2 separate regions of the Sus scrofa genome follow, and region 1 is linked to region 2. The links are chromatin contacts, called in public targeted proximity ligation maps. All regions are on one chromosome and are shown on one strand. The core of a region is the stretch at or near the end of the contact, and the rest is flanking DNA. Distances in the headings are between cores, read along the strand shown. Region 1 overlaps EXT1 (exostosin-1). Region 2 has its middle 9.5 kb from the start of EXT1.

Region 1 (5,971 bases), core at 3,369-5,868, 200 kb after region 2:
CCACAGCCACAGCAATGCGGGATCCAAGCTGCATCTGCAACCTACACCACAGCTCATGGCAACGCCGGATCCTTAACCCACTAAGCAAGGGCAGGGATCAAACCTACAACCTCATGGTTCCTAGTCGGATTCGTTAACCACTGCGCCACGACGGGAACTCTGAACGTCTAGTATAAATCTTAAGAAGTAACATTGCTGGGAAGTAAGAGATACCAACTTCACCTTTAGTGTAGCGATATCTCTTTTTTCCACCGTCCCATGCTGTTTAAAAGCTGCATCACAGGAGGCTCCGATGCTCAGAAAGGAAGTTGTTTGGCAGATGGTGGTGTTCACAGTGGTTTAAGTAGCATTCCTGGAAAGGGCTCAGGACCCCCCACGTTAACATTTGCCAGGGCAGGATCCTTGCTGCCGGGCCCTCACAGCGTGCTGACCAAGCCCTGGTCGTCTGTGCATCTCTGCAAGGGCTCGGCACATGATAAGTGCTCACTACCAGCAATGTCAGTGATGCCAGGGAGGGACGGAAAAGAAAGGAAGAAGTGTGGGTGCAGTACACCTGCAAATGCTACCAAGCAGATCCCTCTGGGATGGAGTATGATGGCTGTCAGGCACACTCATCTCCTTTTCTCTTTTTAACCTACAAGAGACCATTCTGCTGGGCAGACAGAAGTAACAGCAGTGTTGTGTGCTTAGGCGAATGTGCAGATATGCTGATCACGCCAGATCCAGGGAGAGCTTTGAGGCTTTCCCTTGAGCTCTGTTAAATGAGTATTAAGACCATCCACCTCAAAAATCTGGGGTGAGAATTTTATGAAAGCATCTTAACAATGAAAAATATTAAAGAGGCATAAGTAGGCTTTTAAATTTTCCTGGGAGTATTAAGACGAAGATTAAAAATGATGGTAGCAGTAGGAAGTTAGCTATGAAGAGATGTCTTTACAATGTGATAGTTTATGAAAATCCTTTTCCTCTTCTTATGTTTCTTTCCTATCAATATGATTACTAATGTTACTATTTTGGTAATATATTGGTATTTATAAAATAAAAAGTAAGTGTAAATAACTTTTCTGGGTCCAGAGAGAAGGGAATTGATTTTGATGGGTATTCTTGAATTATTTTTATTCCCTTTTAGCCATTAGGCTCTGAGATAGTTTTTGTTTGTTCTTTTTATGGCCACACCTGCGGCATAAGGATGGACGTTCCCAGGCTAGGGGTCAAATCGAATCGGAGCTGCAGCTGCTGGCCTACACCATAGCCACAGCAACTCGGGATCTGAGCTTCGTCTGTGACCTATACCATAGCTCACTGCGATGCCAGATCCTTAACCCACTGAGTGAGACCAGGGGTCAAAAACCTGCATCCTCATGGACACTTATGTAGGGTTCTTAACATGCTGAGCTGCAACTATTTCCCTGTGAAATAGCTTTTTCTTTTCTTTTTTTTTTTTTGGTCTTTTTGCAATTTCTTGGGCCACTCCTGAGGTATATGGAGGTTCCCAGGCTAGCGGTCTAATTGAAGCTGTAGCCGCCGACCTACACCAGGGCCACAGCAACGCAGGATCCGAGTCGAGTCTGCAACCTACACCACAGCTCACAGCAACACCGGATCCTTAACCCACTGAGCAAGGCCAGGGATCAAACCTGCAACCTCATGGTTCCTAGTCAGATTCATTAACCACTGAGCCACGACAGGAGCTCCTGAAATAGCTTTTTCTTAAACAATATCGGTATTTTGTTTGTTTGTTTGCTGGCTGCACCAACGGCAGGCAGAAGTTTCCAGGCCAGGGATTCAACCTGCACCACAACTGTGACCTAAGTCACAGTAGTGACAGTGCTGGATCCTTAACCCACTCAGCCCTGGGGGAACAGTGTTGTAAAACAGTATTTTTAATAGACTTTAGATAGAAACCTGAAGTTTTTGGTTAAAAGTGCCATTTAATTCTGTCATTTCAAACTTTTCCTTGTCATTGCCATCTTAATTATGTATGTGTTGTTATTCCAGAAGCTAAGCTGTGGGTCTCTGTCCGGAGAATTATAAATCTCTTAAAGGAAAAGACAGAGGAGGCCTAGCTGGGTTTCCTAGGTAATGGATGTAGCCGTGTATGTGTGTGTCCGTGTGTCTGTGTCTGTGTTCTTGCATGCGTGCTGACACTCTGGGCCCTGGAGACTGGTATCAGAATTACTCTGACCTAAAAATGCACTCTAGATTTTAACACACCTCCAGTCAGAGAGAGGAGCACACATTTGCTGCACGGAATTATCGGTCCTATTACCACCCAGGTGTCAGGGAAATGAAGCTTTTCTATTACAAGATTGCAGTAAATCACACAAGAGGATGACAGCCTCGTTAACATGGGGAAAGTTACTGTAATTTATGTATAAATAACTTTTCTGTGTCAAGACATAGTATCATTCAGTCCCTCCAGAATAACATCTTTCCCATGAAAAAAAAGTGAAATGCCAAAAAAAGCCATTTCTATCAAAGAAATCCACAGAAGACAGTGGTTTTCTGCTATAAAACTGGCTTTGACACAGCCCACAGCATCTCTGCTTTATAATTTTAGGTTTTCCATTCAGCCAAAACAGAACATTTCAGGCCTCATCTCAAATAGTGATTTGAATACTGTTGGCTTTAATATATAAATTGGCTGGGAACCAGTTTAGGGCCAAACAGATTACACAAAGATCTCTTTGGTGTTCTTTAGCAAAGGAGCTGTGCTGGGTGAAGGGTCTCTACTACTCATTTTATACTTAACCCATGGCAGCAGCCAAAAGGATCCTCCATGTGGTTTAAAAAGGAGAGATTTTGCCCATAGTCCCTGGCATGGTAGAAGCATCCGAGAGAGAGAGAGATCCTGAAGGGCCATCAGGTGCCCAGGCCCTTGGGCTCTGTGTTCTTTCTGCTTCTTGCACCAACCATGTGGACAGTCTCAGCGTTTATTTTCAGGGCACCAAACCAGGAGAATGGGCAACTCATGCTCAAAAAGCCCCCAAACTCCTGATGGCTTTTAGGCAAGGGTTTAGGGTCACAGGATGTGTCATTAGCTCATGGACTTTTTTTTCTGATTGGTTGGTGGTAAGGTAACAGGGTGATGTTTCGGGAATCTTAATCATTGACCTTCTGGTTCCACATGGTCAGGGGGCCATGTTCTTATGGTCAGAGTGCAGTCACTATCCTTAACCAGCCTGCGGGGGAGGGGTCCTTGTTTCTGTAGAGCAAAGATATGTGTCAGGTGATTATCTTTATCACTTCAGCAGGAACCAGGAGGCCTGTGACTCTTGTTCTAATCATTAACTGCTTGAATCTGCTTTTTGGAACTCAGAGAATGCCAGACAAGAAGTGGGGGACACAGTGGGGCTTCTACCTGGGAAGCCTCTCCAGGGTCCTTCTTGGTTTCAATCTGAGGGAGGCTGGGTATCCTGGAACCTGGTACTCTTTACCGAGTCATGAAAAGGGAACAGATGTTAAAGAGAATGCTTTTTACAGGCTCCCCCCCAAAGCGTATGAGAAATGTCAAATTTGGACTCTTCTCCCCATGGCCAGTTTTCTGAGAGAAGTCCCCATTTGCTCTTGGCTCTTGATTGGCTTGGGGCTCTTAAGTGTTTGTTGCTTTTTGCTGACAGTAGTTGTAGACTTTTGCCTCTCTTAAGTGCTCCATTTATGGTGTTTATTCTCAATTACTCACTGGATGGGGAGTCAGCAGGCCATTCAGACTGAATTTCATCTCTTCTGTGATTATGGGTAGAGTAAGCATGTGTTGGAGTCTCTGCTTAGTGGATGCTTAGTGCAACATACTTCCTGGCCTGCTCCGCCACATGCTGGGGAAGAGCTGGTGTCTAAGGCTTACCTAAGGCTCATCTCTTCTGTGACCTGTACCTGCCATTGGTTTGATTACACAACTGGGGAAAGTTAATCATGAAAGAACCTAATAGTTATAAAGAACTTACTATGCAAAGCACCCACTTGCACCCAGAGGCAAGTACCACTCTGATGCCCATTGTAAAGACAAGGAAGATGAAGTTTAGAGAAGACCAGTGGCTTGCCAGAATCACTCAGCCAGTGAGTCTTGGATTCAGCCATCAGCCTCGGGCAGTTTGACTCCAGGGTCCAAGTTCTTCCCTGATCCCTTCCGGCATCATCCATTCCTATAGCCTGGCATCTCACAGGTAGACTTCACGAGCCTGGTGGTGGTTTCATTACATGTACTGGTGACACCTACAGCAAAGCTGTTTCTCAGATGCACCCCAGAGCACTTCTGGACTACATTGTTTCACTAGTCCAGGGTCTTGTGGACCTTGCCATGATCTTGCAGAAAGGGTTCTCCAGGTGGAGTCAAAACACTTGGTTATGTAGCTGGACATTTCTAAGCCCTGGTCAGCATATCTATAAAATGACAAGGGTGACACTTGACAAGGCTGTAGTGGTGTTTAAACTGCATAACATACATGAAGCAGAGACCGGTTCTCAGTTCATTTTCTCCCCCTGCCCCCACCAATTCCTCTTCCTCCTTCCCTTCATTTCCTGATTTTCCTCCTTTGCTGTCACAATACCTCAATTGTATCTATTGCCAGGCTGTAGTTCTGAGTAGCAAGAAAGCAGAACTGGATGCACTTATGGCCTCTCAAGCTCTCAGAGTGAGAGGGTGTTGTGCTTTTAAGCTGTGGTCAGATCCCACACTGGGTGGACCGTCTTCCCTGGGGTTCTGGAGAGGAAAGAGCCTGTCAGTAGACAAGTAAGTCCCAGGAGGAGGTGGCCAGTTGGTGGAACACACTCTTGTTTTGATACCTCTTTCTCCTGGGAGTGATTTTATCTTCTTAGCAGTTCATCTTGGCCTCCCACGCCTTGACTTGCGTGGCCTTATTGAGGCTTGTGAAACTGATGTGAGTCTGGCAGAGGCATTTAAATCCATGGTGGAGACACCCTCTTTAGAGGAAAAGGGATGTCGATGATGCTTATCATGGGGAAAACATATTGGGCCCCATGCTGAATGTCTCATAAGTGAATTCATTTTTGAAGTTTTCTCTAGCAGGAGTTTCCAGGAAAGGGGACATCATCTCAGAAATGACAACAGTGAACGAATGATGGCCAATGAATACTACATCCAACTGTGCTTTTCTTTCTTTTGAAATCATTAACAGTGTTACATAAAGAAATAAAAATAAACATAAAAAATAAAAGTAAGTGTTTAAGAGATATGCTGCCAGCAATTACAGGACTGCAAATCAGCCTTCCTTTTTTTTTCATTTTTTATTTTGCAACGTAGAGAAAAGTTCCAAAAATAGTGTAGAGAATTCCTTTATACCCTTCACCCTTTAATTCCCTAAAGTTAACGTATTATATAACCGTGGTATAATTATTCAAACTAGGAAATTAGCATTGGAACAATACTATTAATTAAACTGCAGACTTTATTTGGATCCCATCAGATTTTTTCACTGCTTCTCTTAATGTTCCCAGATCCAATCTAGGATACCACCTTGCCTTTAGTCTTGATGTCTTTTTAGCCTCCAATCAGTGACAGTCCTCCGTCTTTCCACATCTTTCATGACATTGACAGTGATTATTCATTTTAATGCTCTTTTTCAGTCCTAATCTCTGCTTTGTTTTATAGCCGACATCCTCCTATCGTAATTGATGTCTGTCGTTTTAGCATCCCAATGTAAGAAATCTTCAAGGTATGACGTATTACGTGGCTGGAATTTCTCTCGGCAGTAAATTTCAGGATTTGGCTAGTGATGTAATTCTGAAAAGCTTAATAGTCACAGAATGAACCAACACAAGAACTGGTGATACTTTTCTCCAGCCACCGTGGTTTTGCCCATAAGGAAAACGAGGGCGGAGGGAAAAAGGGATATGCTAGGGACACCCAGATGGTAATTATTTGGGGAGAACTCCAATCTTAGTCTATCGTCATGTGGGAACCTTCCTTAAAACCCCAAAAGCTTTCCCTACACCACTGGAATTAAATCTGGTC
Region 2 (5,676 bases), core at 2,760-5,259:
TTCACTTGCTATGAGGGACTCCCCAGGGCTGTTATGAACATCCTTTTGGGGAGGACCGTGTGGCAAGAAACCAATATCTCAAGTCAATGGCCAGTGAAGACTGAGGTCCACCAACAGCTGCATGCGTGAGCAGGGAACTGGATCTCCCCTAGTCCAGCCTTGAAATAACATCAGCCCCTGGTACCTTGATTGGAGCCTGTGAAAGACTGAGCCAGAGAACCTGATTAAGCTGTGCCCAGATTACTGGCTCACAGAAACTGGGAGATGATAAATGTTTGTTGTTCAAAACCTCTAATTTTGGGTTAATCTGTTATGCAGCAGTAGATAAATAATAAAACTACTGATCAGAAAACCTGCAAGTGGGGTCCTGAAAGGTGCTTCACATTTCAAGGTGTCCAAGCAAGGTAGTTTGAGAAACACTGCTTGTAACTAAGTTAAAAGTGGGGGCTTCAAATCCTAGCTCAACTACATCCCAGCTGTAAGAGCCTGAGCAGTTTACATAACTTTTGTGCCTTCCTTTCTTCTGCAAAATGCCACTAACAGTAGCACATAACTTTAGGTAATGTAAAAGGGATTAGTTGAATTAATATATTTCAAGCACTTAGTATATTGCCTGGCAACACTGAGTATATTTAGTGATGATTCATTCATTCAACAAACATTCATAAGGCACCAACTAAGGGTGAGGCATCGTGATAGATTATGAAGATGATTAAGTCAGAGTTCACATCTCCTGGGACTCTTGTCCTATGCAAGAGTCCTAGGTATATATAAAAGAATAAACACAGGAGTTCCCTGGTGGCCTAGGGGTTAAGGATTTGGTGCTGTCACTGCTGTGGCTCAGGTCCAGGAAGGAACTTCCACATGCCACAGGCAGCAGCGAAAACAAACAAAAGCAAAACAAAAAAGAATAAATACAAATAGAGTTAAAATGCTGGGATTAACTTCTGGAGCCCGGAAGATGTCAATTCTCTGGTGGATGAAGGCATTAGGGGGGGCTTATAAATGGGTCCTTGGAGGGATATGGGTTTGCCTGCCCCCAATGCATCCACTCAGTTTTTCTGAGTCTCTACAGCTTCTTTTTTTATATGGAAAACTGGCAAACTATCATCACAAACAGCCTCTTTACACAAGAGCTGCTTGAATGTGGGGCGGTGTCTTATTCTCTAGGCTCTAGCCCCTTGGTCCTGTTTTCTGCTCCTAGTGAGGTGGCCTGTTTCCTGTTTCATCTGCTCTTCCTTCCCTCTGCAGCTTCCTCCCCCCAGGTCCTCCTTGCAACACAGGCTCCTGCTTCTTCTTCAGGTCTCTGTTTACCTGCCTCCCCAGGGAAGTTTTCCTGGTCACTCTATCTAAATAACACCTCCAACTTTCACGCACTTTTTATAGCCCGAGCAGCGCTAGAATCTGGTTCTTGATTGGTGTATTTACTTGTGTCTCCCTGAGAAGCCTTCTCAGTCTCTCCGGGCTAACACTTGGTCTGCTGTACTCACGTGCCACACATCCAGTACCCAGTGCCCTTCCTGGGACATAGTAGGCATTGAATAAATATTTATAATTGATGGACAAAGGAAGGGAGGAATATGTCCCTTCACAGCCACCATAGCACTTCCGCACGATTTGCTGAAATGCCAATGTTAATCGCGAAGGACATCCATTCAAATTCTGGAAGACGAAACTGCTGGAAAACAGAATGTGAAACCAAGTCACATTAATTCTAAGAGGCTGCTAACGAGCTGGGAGAGGAGGGAGAGTGGGAGGCCATGATACTAGTTAACATTTACTAAGTACCTCCGCCTAGGTGCCGGCCACTGTTTTAAATGCTTTATGTGTTAGCTCACATACGTCTGAAGTAGTTATTATCCTGTGGGAGAGCAGATGGGGAAACTGAGGCTTAGAGCCCTTAATTAACTGGCCTAAAGTCCCGGCTAGTGTGCTCCAGAAGAGTCATGACTGGACCCACGGGGTCAGGCTCCGAAGCTCTTGGGTTTAACCACTCGGACTCTCGTGCCCGCAGTGGCATGCTGTTCATTCAGGAAATATTCTGCACAAACAGAAGTGAACACAGCTGAACAGCTACATGGCACTATAACGCCAGCCCAGACAGAAATATCAGACAGATTTCTCAGGATTCCGTATTGGCGAAATGGGACCCGGACTGCGGACAAGCAGAAGGTCATTCCCAGTGGCCCCTCTCCCACCCAGGGGTCCGAGTTTGTTCAGAAGAAGGTGATCAGGACTGCAGTGGAGTCTCCAACCCCCTTCCGTGGATGTGAGTGTTCTTATCCTCAAAAACAGGTTTGGTGGTCTCTTCCCAAGGCCCCCCGGAAGGCTTAGCAGTCTCCTCTGTCAAGGCAGTTTGTAATTTACACCAACTGGTGGTTCTTGTTGCAAGGGGTTCCAAGATCAGACAAGCTGAGGAGGGGGTGACGGGTCAGATCTGGGCTTAGATGGAGAAGCAGTTGGGGTGGGGGTGGGGGGACAATACCTTGGGGGAGGGGCAGTTTCACGAAGCAGTGGGGCCCCGCAGTGTTGCCTGGAGCAATCTTTGCCTGGGGGTTCCCATTGACAACAAGCTTCCACAGGCCTAAAAGGACAAGAAAGGAACCGGGCTTATCTGGTCTTAAACAGGACTAAAGTTGGCATTTTTCCCGTGTGATGAGGAATTATTGGGCCAGTAGTGAGGGTGGGCTCCACCTGGGTGAAAGAGAACACTAGGGAAAGCAAGAAAGAATAAGCTTCTGAGGCCAAGTCCCTCCTCAAGGCTTCATGAAAGCCAGAATGTGTATTTTTAGTCTGCTTTTGCTTTTGTGACATTTAAATATTCAGATTTTCAGAGACAAAGCCGATGCTGAAATTTACATATAAATATATTGAAATATATTTACAAGGGAGTCTTCTTCATACCTTTTTTTTCTTAGAGTTCCTGAGCTGTCTGCTCTTCCACAGAGGGATCAGTCTCTGGGAAAGGACCAATAAAAGTGTCTGAAGAGACAGAAGTAGAGGTAGAATGGCTGATAAATTGTGGTGGACCTAGTGTCACGTATAGTTTATAATTTGTGGAATGGTTTGATGTGTTTAAATTGAAAGTTTTCAGAATGATGCTTTATCTAGGCCAGAGGGCAGTCCCCAGCCATGAAGACTTTGGTAGATGTGCTTTTTTACCCATTTAGAAAAGCCATAGGCTCCCTGAAACTGGCTTGGAGACATCCTCTTAAGACCCTGAGAACCCAAGATTCATAGAAATAGAACAACCTTGGAGCATCATTCAAATAATTAGCCCTACAGATCATATTATCACCACTCCAATAACAAGTTACCCCCTCTACTGGACCACGAACTTTAAATAATTTTGACAATCATGAAATGCTCTTAAATCACTGAAATAGGCCTGGACATGATTTAATCTCCCTCGATGAATTGGCAAGTACCTTACCTTGAGATCCTACAGCATCTTTTGGTTAGCATTGTGGTCACTGATAATTATGCACCATGGTAGCCCAGAAGTTCCAGAAGATACAAAATTTCTAATTGCGGGCATGTAAGACAAAGTTGATTCTACTGGGTATCACAAGTTACCTTTTTTTTTTTTAAGTGATGGGAGTGTTGACAGATTATTGCATAATAAAAAAAGTTACAGTCTAATGAGGAAAATTGGCTTGAATTGTGGGTGTCTTCCTGATTTTATCACCTTCAATCGTTGACATTTCCATTTCTCATTTTCTCTCAGTTACTCATCTATAAATGGATGTACAAATGTTAATAGGGACCCACACACATTTAGCAACTTCCTCCTCTAGTAAAATATACCACGGAGCCAGTTTTATTGTGATTATTTCTTTCCATGGCTGTTTCTCCTCCTGGAGTTTGGGCTGCGTGGCACAGGCATGGTTAAAGGAATGAGAATCTTTGCAAGAAACAGACAGAAGCTACCAAGACTAGCTAGCAAGGTAGAGCGGCTGTGTCTTCCACCAGGGGTCAGTAAAACTTCTATAAGGCACCTAGGATGCCATCCAGAGTGAGATAAGGGCAACTTCTTTGTCACCATTTGTTCCTCAGAAAACACTTACCAACAAGAGGATGTGTGATCACTGAAAATAGCTGCCAGTTCTAAGTTGTGAAACACACATGGAAGACACAGCTAAATATAAATATATATGCCTCGGGCTATATCAAGCACTAGACTTAAGATCATAGAGAAAATTCTTAATTTAAAAACACAATTATATATTGGGCATAAGATAGGCTAAAGGATGTGTTGTGCAATACGAGGAATATAGTTAATATTTTGTAATAACTGTAAATGGAAAGTAACTTTTACAGGTTAAAAAAAATTTTTTTAAAGCGGTTTTCAAACCATTAAAACTTTAAAATTTAAATCATCTAACTCAGAACTATTTATTTACTTTTTCTTTTTTGGCTGCCCTGTAGCATATGGAGTTCCTGGCCAAGGATCAGATCTGAGTGGAAGTTGTGACCTAAGCCACAACTGTAGCAACACTGGATCCTTAACCCACTGTGCGAGATCGGGGATCAAACCTGCATCCCTGCACTCCCAAGATATCACTGATCCCATTTCGCCACAGTAGGAACTCCTATTTTTTAATTTTTAATTTTTTAATTAAAGTATAGTTGATTTACAGTGTTGTGCCTCAAAACTATCACAATTACCAAATGGGATTTCCTTGGAACTAAATATTATTATTCATTTCATAGGTGCTTACAAATTATGAGAAATAAAATATTTTCCCATATGTTTAAAAAAATTTTTTTAAATGTTCGATTTTGAGAACTACGAAGGCAAGCTATCTTGCCTAATTGGCAATCACAGGCTAATTGCCCAGTGACTGGACTTATTGGCTTGACTCTGATTGTCATTGTTTCCGGATCATGAAAGTAGGACTTCAAGTTTTCCTTCTCTCCTGGCTTGCTATCCTGGCTTATGATAGTGGTTCCTGTAAAGAAGAAAGAATACTTCCGAAAATACATAGTAGAGATATAAACTTGACTCCCTGCTTCCACTTTCCCCCTACTATCAGCTACAGGGGAACTGTTAAAAATGGAAGTCAGATCATATCACTCCCCTGCCTAAAATCCTCCAAGGCTTATCCACCCCACCGAAAATAAAACCCCAACACTTTTCTGGGCCTGCAGTGCCAGGGCAAGCTAAAGTGTCTGCAGCTTCTCTGATCCCCCCCACCCCTCATACCTTCCCTGCACTCAGCACACTCCAGAAACTGTCTCCTTTCTGCGCTAATTCAATGGTTCTCAAAGTGTGGTTCCCTGGACCCACAGCCTCAGCATTGTCTGGAAGTGGTTAGAAATGCAGAGTCTTAGGTCAACACCCTAGATCTACTGAATCAGAAACTCTGGAGGGTGGGCCCAGCCATCCGTGTTTGAGCCAATCCATCTAGTGGTTCTCGGAGTTCCCGTCATGGCTCAGTGGTTAATGAATCCGACTAGGAACCATGAGGTTTTGGGTTTGCTCCCAGGCCTTGCTCAGTGGGTTAAGGATCCGGTTGTTGCCATGAGCTGTGGTGTAGGTCGCAGACGCGGCTCGGATCCCCCGTTGCTGTAGCTCTGGTGTAGGCTGGTGGCTACAGCTCCAATTCGACCCCTAGCCTGGGAACCTCCATATGCTGCGGGTGTGGCCCTAGAAAAAATGCAAAAAGACCAAAA

The links.
Region 1: a targeted proximity ligation map of alveolar macrophages shows a contact between it and region 2. A contact is called at or near these places in 1 of 5 promoter capture datasets (liver), 1 of 47 Hi-C or Micro-C datasets (skeletal muscle) and 1 of 2 datasets of targeted methods (alveolar macrophages).

What each region holds. Positions count from the first base shown.
Region 1 is chr4:20,829,248-20,835,218 of Sscrofa11.1, forward strand. All of the region lies in intron 1 of EXT1 (exostosin-1), which reads left to right. Among named protein-coding and RNA genes, the nearest start is that of EXT1, 190 kb to the left of the region's middle.
Region 2 is chr4:20,632,707-20,638,382 of Sscrofa11.1, forward strand. No RefSeq gene overlaps it. Among named protein-coding and RNA genes, the nearest start is that of EXT1, 9.5 kb to the right of the region's middle.